Regions from separate parts of the Triticum aestivum genome. Here region 1 is linked to region 2. A link is a contact called in public Hi-C data. All regions are on one chromosome and are shown on one strand. The core of a region is the stretch at or near the end of the contact, and the rest is flanking DNA. Distances in the headings are between cores, read along the strand shown.

Region 1 (5,576 bases), core at 450-2,949, 39 kb before region 2:
CGTCGACGGGAACGTCTCCTCCCTCTAAAAGTGCATTGCCGGAAATCCTGATATCAATCAAGGAATAACACGAGTACAAGGACTTGAACCCTGGTGGACTGAGGATATCACTGCTCGTCTAACCATCCAACCACAGGCCGGTTCGCTATACAAGCCTTATTTTGATGTGTGTGAGGTGCCTTCTTTTTTGTCATATAAGAAAACAAATTGAAATGTTTTTACTGGTGGAAGATGACTCTGTACAATCCTGGTCGTTTCTCTTCTTCTGCCTAGGGGGGAAACGTTTCCCTTACTGTTCTGAGCAGGTCACTTGAAACACTCCTATAAGAGGGCGCTCCTCTTCATGGGCGAGGTTGTGGGAGATACTTCACCCGTTATGTGCCTATCAAGTCATCCCACAACTTTACGCCGCATCAGGCTGGCAATGGTTAACTGTTACCCGCATCCTTACAAGTAATTACTCTATCACGGGATGGGGATGTAGCAGTTTTAATGCCTACGGGGAAGCTGGTAGGTCAAATACCTTACCCAGCGCGCAAGACGGGGATGTGGATGTGATAGAATTACCCTTGCCCGTTATCCGCCTTACCCGTGAAAGGCCTCACATGTGGGCTCTAAAATTAATAGACCCCGGGTAGTTCTTGCACTTACCCACACAAATTTCCACCCATCCCACCCTTTGACCAAAAGCCCTAAGAAATCCCTAACATAACCACATTATATTGTTTATTGTGCAGAAATGCTATTTTTTCTACGGAAATGCTATTGAAGGTTGTTGATTGCATGTAGCCATGGGGATAAAAAATCTGACGGAGATGGGGATGTGAATCTTTTTATCCCCGCAAAGGGATATGGGGACGGGCGCGGGAATGCTGTTGCGGGGACGGGGACGGGAGTGCAATACCCGCGTGGGTAATCCCCATTGCCAGGCGCCGCCGTCGTACGTCTTTCACGCCTCTCTTCTCAGCGTGCATCGGCAACCGAGACAGCAGCCCTCTGGAATCTCGCTACTTGTGGCCCTACACGGGAGAGGGGCGATCAGTTTTTTGGAAGCGGTATAGTGCGGCTGTTGGATTCGACTACTTCCCCAACGGCGACTTCTTCCCCGACATCGATATGAACATGTCTTGTTGATGATGGTACCACGACGGTGACACACCACTTCATCCAGCGTGTCGTTTGTGTTTTTATCCCTCAGGTTAGGAGTTGCTTACGGATTATTAGTACTATCAATTGACGTGGACATGTTGTTTTCATCTTATCTATCAGATTAGTTCCGTCTTATAATATAAGAGCGTATTTTTACACTAATATACAGGGAATTGCTCAAAATCTTGAGCGGTCTCCCTGTAGCTCCGTCCACGGTCTCCTGGTCGCGTCACCTTGAGGTCGGGTGGCTAGCGCTGGGCCGGCCGATCCTCCTGGGCGGAAAGGAAAGCGGAATCGACACCTGAGAAACGGCGGGAATCGGCACGCACGCAGGTCCCCTCCCCGCCCGCGACGCTTTCCAGCCGTCGGTGTGTGTGGGGCGGCGCAAGTGGCCTGCAGGCGGCGTGCGGAGCAGTGCACACGGGCCCGGCGGGTGCAGCTGCAGCTGCAACTAGCCTAAAAAAAAAAAAGCTGCAACTTCTGTGCTGTGCCGTGCCTTTCCCGTGCATTTGCCACTTGGGCAGCACGTGTATGCACACCACGCACCCATGCATGCTCGCTCGTTCGACCGTTGGTCCCGTCCATGGGTTGCTCAGCGCAAGTGTGCAATGGTCGAACCACTGAGGTCAACGCTGGAGGAACGTTAGTTGAGAGGGAGGGCCCGATGGATCGAGCGGCCACAACCGGAGGCTGAGGGTGGGAGGGAGAGCACGACCAGCCATCAATGTGCTGCAGTCCGTCTGCCTGTGCCGGATCGGTAAAAAAGAAGCCGAGCAGGAACGCGCGGGTTTGCAATCACCTCACCCCCTGGTCTGCCCTGACACGAAACTCGCAACAGGTCAGGTCAAAATTCAATGCGGCTCCGTGCGGACGGCCAAATAGCGCCTCGCGCTCGTACTGGAGTAGTACCACCGTATCGGTTTCGATCGAATCGTGCGTGCCGTCTAGTACCAGCCCAGCCCGTGCCAATGATAGCCCGTGGGTCTCCATCAATGGAAGCACACGGTACATGCGCCCCGGTTTATATCATGGAAGTAGTATACGTCATAAATCTGTCGGAAATCGCTCCCGGCTTGTGATCCACGTCGTGAACGATTTTCAACAGGCAGGCGAGAGCCACCGTTCCTAGTGGATTCTTAAAGCACGGGAATAGGAAAATTAAAGGATTGAAATGGCATGCCTATTTGAATCCTGTAGGATTAGTACCGGCGTGGATGCTTTCCAGTGAAGGGCTTATTTGATTCGCGGGGTTTTGAAAACGCAGGAATAGGAAAAGTATAGGATTGAAGTGGCAATGACCACTTGAATCCTATAGGATTAACAAGGAGTGTTTGATGTCACAGAAAATCAAAGATATTGCAAAAAGATGTTGGGATGTATGTTAGATTTTCTATGAAATGTAGTACAAAAGATTTCATAGAAAAAATTCATATAAATTCAATCATATGAATCAAAAGACACGTAGGAAAAATTCCAAAGGATTTCAATCCTCCAAAAATCTTATAGAATATCTTTGTATTAAAGGAGCCCGAAATGTAGTACACATGATTCCATAAAAAAAATCTATAAGATTCAATCCTATGAATCAAACGATCACTAAAGGAATTTTTTTTAAGGATTATAACCCTCCAAAAATCCTATGAAATTCCCTTGAATCAAAGGAGCCTTTACAGTTTTTTTTCGCATCAACAACTCTATTTCTCACATAGACAAAACGTTTACAACTTGAGGACGAATAAAGCCAGGCATAGTAATCTCTCAGAATTCAGACGAACTAGACATAACGAAGTGTTTGGCCAAACTATCAGCGACTGAATTAGCTTCTCTGCAACGGAAACAATAGGCAACACTTGTAAAGTCCAAAGCTATTACAGTTTCACGGTTACTGCTGTGTTTAGAGTGTGGTTTATGCCTCTAGTTCCGTTCGGGTGGCAATCCAAAAGCAAATCTCTGTTATTTAAATCGCTTCTAGGTCGACTGGTCAACATTGTACCGTGGAATGTCTGTAAAAAGACATGCTTAAAATAATCCCACCAGTGCTGCGTTTGATCCAGTGACCTGCCATATTTTGTACTCTTGCTAGCGATATCTGATTAAGTTTACCAGGTGGGCTCAGAACTCAAGATTAGACGTCTCTTAATTATTTCTTTTTAAAGAATCCCAGCGCCCTCTTCTCTCTTGTCCTGTGCGCACTGATGCTCCAAAGTATCAACACATCGTATTCCATCAATTAATCATCTGCCGTCGCCATCTCAAAAATATAAATAGTACTAGCGGGATTTCAAAGTGCATTTTTCAAGCCGATTTTCTTTTATACGTGGAGAGCTAGATAGGTGCACCGTCCGTTTTAAAACTCCCTGACATTTCTTTTTTCTTAAAATAGGACACAAGAATAGACACTATGAGCCTACTCATTCATCATCATCGGCCCTGTTTGGATACTCTAATTCAGTTAGAGACTAACCCTAAACTAACTCTAACCAAAGAGGTGTTTGGATGGCAGGGTTAGATGGAGCGCGGATACGGCGAGGTGCCTTCACGGGCGGTGCGAGAGGGAGGGAGGGAGAGGACGAGAAGCTTCGAGGAAGTGGGGAGGGATCTGCTGCGGGGAGAGCGAGAGAAAAATGTGTTTTTTTTAGTGGTCCCGAGAAGAACTAATCCAAATAAGCACCTCTTGGGTGGGTTAGATTTTTTGGATAGGTTAGATGCATCTAACCCAAACTAACCTTCCCGTTTGGATATTTTTGGGTTAGAGCAACTCCAATGGGGCGACCCATTTCGTCCGCCCGCGTCCGTTTCGGTTGGCGCGGACAAAAGTGGTGGCCCAACGCGCCGACCCAAACGGACGCGCATCCGTTTTTCGTCCGCGGGCGACCCATTCCAGGCCCAATTTTGAGCCGGATTTGCGTCGGCGCGCGCCTACTCCTCTCCCCCGGCCCGCCGGTCGGTGGCAGACACCACCATTTCCCCCCATTTTCCACAAAAACGCTCCCGCCCGCGCGCGCCCCCGACCCCCCCAACCAGCCATGGAGGACGCCATCGACCTCGACCTCGACGCCGCCGCCGGCCTCGCCTCGTCCGGCGCCGTCGCCCCCTCCGGGAAAGGCAAGCCTCGTGCCCCGCGCAAGAACGCCACCGCGACCAAGCCGAAGAAGGCGCTGACGCCGAACAGCGGGCAAGGGAGTCGGCCAAGAGGAAGGGCCGGAGGCACGCCGCGGACGCGAGGGATGAGGCCGCCGCGCAGGCCGCCGCCGCCGTCGCCGCCGCGCAGCAGGAGTTCACCAACGCCCGCGTCGCCGCGGCAACGAGGGAGGCGCTCTACATGCTAGGGGTAAACCCTAGCCAGCACAGCGTCCTCCAAGCCGCCGTCGCCGCGGCCAGCACCGGCTCGTCGGCGTTTCCTCGGATGGTGATGCCCGACTCACCCCGCGCGTCGGCTTGCAACCCGGTCCCCGGCTTCCACGTCTACCCGCAGGCCTCCCGCCTCTCCAGGGAGTGCTCACCCGACGTGAGCATGGTCGCACCTTCCACGCCTGCGCCCGCGCCCATCGACCTCAACGCCACCCCGGTGGTCGGTGGCTCGTCGTCCGGCGGCACAAGGAATCGCGCGCGACAGACGCCGGCCGGCGGGCTCCCGGACGCCCGTAACCTGTTCGAGGAAATGCCGTCCGCCGTCGACGAGGACTACATGCACCGGGCGCTGGCTACGATCCCGACAAGACACAAAGCCAGGACGGCCGCGGGGCGTTCACACCGGCCGCTGGCTATGATCCCGATTAGGCGGCCTTCATGCGTGATCAGGTCGGCATCGACCTGGACGGCTTCCCCCTCGACCACGAGTTCCCGGAGGACTATGGGCTAGAGGAAGAGGACGAGTGCGACATCGAAGTGGAGCCTTTGTTCGAGGACGAGCTTGCCAACCATGCCGCCGGTCCTAAGCCGAAGCGCACGAAGGCGTGCACAGCTGCCGAGGGCAAGCTTCTTTGCGAGTGTTGGCGAGACATTGGACAAGACCCAAAGACGGGCGCCGAGAAAAAGCATTCGACCTTTTGGACTCGTGTGCACCGCGAGTTTCATGAGCGCAAGAAGTTTCCACCTTACCAATTTGTCAGCACGCGTGGGTGGGTCTCCATTTCCAAGCGGTGGAGGGTGATCCAAGAAGAGTGCAACAAGTTTTGCGCCACCCTTGAGAGCGTCAAGGCCCGCCCCGTGAGCGGCATCGGCATGCAAGTCATGGTATGATAGAAAGCAAGCCGCCATCTTTTGTGTCATCAAGATCATCCTTTTACGTCTTCATTTGCTATCACTTGCCCATATGCTTGCATGGAAACATTTTGTAGGCATTTCAAGCTTTGGAGGCATTCAAGGTTCAACACAATGGCAAGTGCTTCAACCTCTCCCATTGCTATCGGGTCATCAAGGACGAA
Region 2 (5,664 bases), core at 201-2,700:
CATGCATTGCAATTAATGCATTGATAAACATAATTTTTTGAGAAAAACAAGAGCATTAATTAGGTGCTTGTGCAAACTGCAAAAAATATTCCACCACTTACCATCTACCTTGGTTGATGAGATTTTTGAATTGAGCCCTATAAACCGAAAAGGAGGGAGTATCCCCTAGGTCCGCGGGTCAACATTGTAGTGCCCTGGAATGTCTGTTTAAAACCATGCTTACAATAATCGCACCAGTGTTGCGTTTGACCTAGTGACCTGCTATGTTTTGTACGCTAGCTACCTCATTTGATTTAGTTTATCAGGTGGGCTCAAAACTCAAGATTAGACGTCTCTTAACTACTGCTGCTACCTCTGTCCCATATTATTTCAGCGATGAACGGAGGAAGTAAAAGAACAATCCCAGCTCCCTCCTCTCTCTTGTCCTGTGCACACCGATGCTCCAATGCCTCTCAACACATCGTATTCCATGAATTAATTATCTGCCGTCGCCATCCCAAAAATACAAATAGTACTACTAGCAGCAGCATTTCAAAGCGCATTTTGCAAGCTGATTTTTTGTATATATTACGTGGAGGGCTAGATAGGTGCACCGTCCGTTTCAAACTCACTGACACGAGAATTGACACAAGGAGGAAATCTTACCCCCCAAGCGATACACCTCTCCTGCTGCGTGGAGCGGTAAAATGGAGGGCACTTTCCATTTGGGTCACCCGTTGAGCTGTCCGCCCGTATGCGAGCAGAGCAGAGAAACCACCTTCTCTTCTCTTCCCTTCACTTTGACCCTACTCATTCATCATCACCACCATCATCACAGCAGATTCACATGGCAACCAGAGGTAGATACGTACACCGGCTAGCCGGCCATGTATGTGTCATCCTGAAGCGAGTGTGCATCACAGCCAGTGCCACTCGGAAGCAAGTGTATATCACAGATAGCCACTCTAAGCTGGTGTCAATGACGTGTTAAGTAGAATGTTACCATCTGTCGGCGCCTATGTTAGCTATGCACAAGCAAAGTAATTTTCTCCTCTCTTTTTCCCCTTACTTAGATTCCACTCATCTTCGGTCAGTAACATGAAACACAAGCTGAAGCAGAGGATGATTACTCTGGGCCTCTGGGGTAGCATGGAAATTTTCACCTCACTTGCATCTTAAGCTTCGGTTTTCAGCTCCTGGTAGAGGCCAAAGTTGCTTACTAGTTGATTAATTTTGGATTGGACCAGTCCAAACTATCTATAGTGGAGTATGGGACAGTGGCACTAATTAATTAATCAAGATTAGACCAGTCCCAAGCCAAGCCAGACTGGTCAGGGAAGCAAGCAAGCAAACAAAAGCATTAGGTCAGCAATGGAAAGCTTCTCCTCTGACACAGCTACACATGCACATCACAACACATCCATCACAACGCTAAACAAAAGCAGCCCTCGACATGTCGCTTCCTCTGAATCCTCTCTGCAGAAAGAGCCAGGCCCCCTTTCTCCTTCCTCCTCCCTCCTCCCACAAAACAAAAGCCCTCTCTTTTCACCTCTAGGCCCCCCTCCCCTCCCCTCCCCAATCCCCCAACTCCAACGCTTGGCTCATCCGCTCTAGATCTCCGCACCGTCTCTTCTCCCCTTTGTTTGCTCTAGCATTTTTATTTCAAGAGGGTGACAAGCGGAGCCGGGCAGAGAGTCTTGGGGTCTTGGCCGGTTCATGAGTAGGGAGAGGAATTCGCATGGAGCGGTCATGTCCTGAGCAGTTGCAGTGGCCATCTCCCTTTGTTCTCTAGCATTTGTCCCTCATGGCTCCTCAACCCCTCAAGATTCGGCGGCTCACGAAGAACTAGATGTAGCCATTAATACTGGAGCGGCCGGTCTCAAGTTTTGGTGTTGCATTTTTTCTGAGGGATTTCTGCATTTATTTTGAGTTCTTTCTGTGAGAGAGTGGCATTCATTCAAGATTCAGGGGGAGCGGGCGCGTGTTGTGCTACTCGCTGCCAGGCTCGTGAAGAATCGGGTTTGAATTTCTGCCTCCTTCTTCCTCGCCGGCGCGGAGGCATGAGGAGGGGCGGGTCCTCGTCCTCCTCGGCGGCGAACGGCGGCGGCGGCGGCGGCCTGGCGATCACCGAGCGGCAGAGGCCGGCGCCGTCGCGCGTGGCGGCGCTGTTCCAGATGCTCGCCAAGAGGAAGCTCTTCTCATCCTCCTCCTCCAAGAAGACCAAGCTGCTCGCCCCAGGTGAGATGAGATTGCCGACGGAGCAGCTGCATTTGCTAATTGCTACAGTATATGGCTCTGTGCAAAATCCGTGCTGTTCCTCAGCTTTCTTCTGTGTCTTTCCCGTTACAGTGCGCGAGCAGAGGTTCTTATCGCCGGGGAGGCCACCCGGCGGCGGCGGCGGGGGCGAGAAGACGCCGGCGGCCAAGAAGAGACCTCTCCTGGTACGCTGCTACATCTTTCCTTCACCTGTTACTAGCATCCGCGCAGTAAGTTTGGTTCTGAATTCTAGTTGATTTTTCCCCAACAAAATTTGCCTCAAAAATATCATTTTGCTTTTCCCCAAGCCAAGATTTTTTCCCTTGGTTTTGCATTTCCTTTTCCTTTTTTTCTTCCTTTTCTCCCCTCCTTACAATCTGTTTAGACAAAGGAAAGTATGTTGGCTGTTGTCTGTTGTAATGAACCGAGTCCTCCAAATTTTCACCTAAATATTTTTTTGAGGGAAATTTTTTCACCTAAATTCTTAACTTCACATCCATGATTTTCTTTCTCAAGAGATTCCCAAAACAAAGTGGTTCTCCCTTTTCATCTGTACCTGGTTGCCCAAGGCTCTCAATGATTTTCCCCCAGCCGTGCAGGTTCAGCATCTACCATTTTTTACACCTTTTCCCTTGCCTCCTTTACAACTTTTCATCATCTCCTTTTCCTATCTGTTCATCTGTATGCTAAATCGCTAGCTCATCCATGCTGCTTTCCTCCAGCTTGATTCTGCAGACTATGCAAGGAGTAAAAGTGAAAGCCATGGCACTAGCCGCTTGCCACCGCCAAGCCAAGACAGCAATTCCAGTGAGATGTGCACCCCGGGTGTGGTTGCCCGGCTAATGGGCCTCAGCTCAATGCCGGCCATCAGCCATGAAAGGTCAGCCAGAGCCACTGACTCTTCCGAGCCCGAGGTCGCCGGTCACCGGAATGAATGCTCTCAAGGTTTGCTTGGTAGCTCAGGGAGCATGGCCACCTCGCATCAGAGGCAGCAGAAGCCAGGGCAGGTCATGGATGAATGGCATGACAATGCCAGCAAGTTCAGTGCAGATTCACAGGCATTGTGGTCAGGGAGGCACCACAATCACAAGGTTGCTTCACCTCTTAAGAGCCCAAGGTCAATTTCAAGCAGGAACAAGGCTCGGCTGATCGAAGCAGCAGCCAGGGTTCTCGAACCCGGTCTGCAGTCCAGAAATCGCCACCGAGCTCAGCGACATGCACGCTTGGAGTATCCATGTAACGGCGATGGTGTGGCGACTACTGCTGCTCCTGCTGCTGCAATACATAAGTCGCCGGATCAATTCTCAAGAGAAATGGGTGATGTTGATGCATCAATGTCTGGTGCTGGCAACGTAGGAGCTGCCTCTCTGCACAATTCTGCTCCCAGACAGTGGTCTGAAGAGAACTGCAAGAAGATTTCTGCTGATAGGAAGCCAAACCAGCATGCACCCTGGCAAGGGCAACCTGGAGGAAACATCAAGGTTTTGCCTGTAAGCAACTCGAGCGAGCTGGTTAGAGTTAAGGAAAGTGATGCGATGATCTTCAATGCTACCGCTGATACATATCAAGATGCCCGGAAAGTTCAGCCGAGGAACGTATCCCGTGGGAATGTTGTTTCTGGCCCTCTCAAGCAGAACAACCTGAAGCAGAACGCGTTGCCTACAGTTTCTAGAACAGAAGATCCACAACATATGATTCAGAGGCAGAAACATAGAAATGGGGAGCAATATGTGGCGAGCACAGGGAAGGATTTTGTTTCGTTAAACAAAAGTATGAAGAGCAGTACATCTTTGAGGTCCAAAGGAAAAGTAATGGATGAAATTCGCCTGCCACGTAGCAATGCACAGAATAAAAACCTGAACAGAAAAGGCCATCGAACCGGTGGCCTACGTAGCGATAGCTCTAACAAACCGAAGCCAAGGACTGCATCACCAAAGGCTATGGAGAAAGATATGATAATTGCAAAAGGCGCAGGGTTGGTTAGCGAGAAGCCGAAGACTACCAGTGCAAACTATGCTAGGAATGACCTGCTGAGACCGGTAGAGCCGCGCAATGCTTCCAGGTGTAACGACTCGGACATTGTTTCTTTCACTTTCAGCTCACCGATGAAGGCCATCCCTACTTCTTTGCTCAGCAAAAATACTAGTGCTGTTCTGGGATCTCCAAATGGTCCTAAAAGAAACTCTCATAGGGACTGTCAAAATATTTCTTCAGAAAGGGAATTGGTTTTCAAGGAAAAACTACGAGGCACATCAAGCATGGACGATGCAGAATCAGTCTGGTTTAATCGAGACGAGTTGAAGAACAGAGATATTCCTAGAAGCCGAGGCAGAGTAATCGCTTCATGGTCTGAGAAGGCGAGTGATTTTCCTGTCCTACAAAGATCGTCAAGCGAGGAACTTCTGCGGGGGTTAGACAGTCTGATGCATGTCTTCGGAGAGCTTCCTAATTCCGTTGAGTTGCGTGAAACTCATAAAAAGCTCGAGGTTAGTAACTTCTGCTCTTCCCTGTCCTCAACCATGTGTAATAATATTGAGATAATTCTATAAAAATCATCATAACATCAAGGATTATGTTCATCTGATGAGGACTCCTCTGTCGTTACCATCTGCAGGCCAACGGGAAAGCTGATAATCCATCTCGATCTGTACCTGGAGGCAACCGACAACGAGGAATTCTCCGACCTACATATGCACATGAGAACTGCACTTCTGGGAACTCAAACTACACTAAAGGTAACCAGCAGAAGTTTTCATTTTGTGCATTGGACAAATCTGTTGGCCAACAAACTGTAAACCTACTATCTTATCCTTATTGTCAGCATATTGGTAGTTCAAATAGCTGATCGAGTAACATAATCTTGGCTTGCATGCTGACTCTATCATTCATGTCCCCACCCATTGGAACAGAGGCTCAACTCGAAGACAGACGCCTGTCAGAGACTTGTGCGCCGCCATCTAGCGCGCGAGACGCGACCACCCATAGAAGTGCCAGGCGAGCCGAGCCTAACTCTGGCCAGCATGGCGCGCACCGTCTTGCACCGGCGGTGCAGGGCATCAAGTCGGCGCGCCTTGGGCATGGAGAGGTCACATCGACCGTCGACCTGCTGCTGACAAGTGCCTGCTCCTCCGGCCTACACCATGCCAAGGAGGCTTTCCTCCTGAGAACATCCGAGTCTGTGCTCGCCACCCTGACCCCGAGAAGGTCCGGCAATGACAGCAGCAGACCCAAGGCCTCAGGAGCGAACCCGCTGCACAGCCTCGCGTCCGACCTGGTCACTGAGTGCCTGGACTCGATGTGCGCCGAGCTCTGCGACTCCGGCTACAGGCCGTTCACGAGGCTCGCCGCGACGGTCCGCACAGAGCAGCAGCTGGCCGCAGAGGTGCGGAAGGAGGCGGCTAGGCACGGTGACATGGCGGGGCAGGACCT

The links. A called contact is a pair of places that touch in the nucleus more often than the background predicts.
Region 1: a contact with region 2 is called in a Hi-C map of leaf, with 2.6 times the contacts expected there. The contact joins the enhancer-like site here to the promoter of LOC123182936 in region 2. A contact is called at or near these places in 3 of 5 Hi-C or Micro-C datasets (leaf and root).

The regions. Positions count from the first base shown.
Region 1 is chr1D:459,694,689-459,700,264 of IWGSC CS RefSeq v2.1, reverse strand. No RefSeq gene overlaps it. Among protein-coding and RNA genes, the nearest start is that of LOC123175301, 28 kb to the left of the region's middle. Within about 2 kb of position 1,699, at least 6 of the 8 cell types and tissues checked have an H3K27ac peak or open chromatin away from gene starts, as enhancers often do. A contact at or near this core is called in leaf, where this site is marked.
Region 2 is chr1D:459,655,469-459,661,132 of IWGSC CS RefSeq v2.1, reverse strand. It overlaps LOC123182936, which reads left to right and starts at 1,450. Exons shown (of 5, transcript XM_044595634.1): 1 at 1,450-2,217; 2 at 2,329-2,420; 3 at 2,958-4,721; 4 at 4,850-4,970; 5 at 5,145-5,664. The coding sequence starts at 2,040.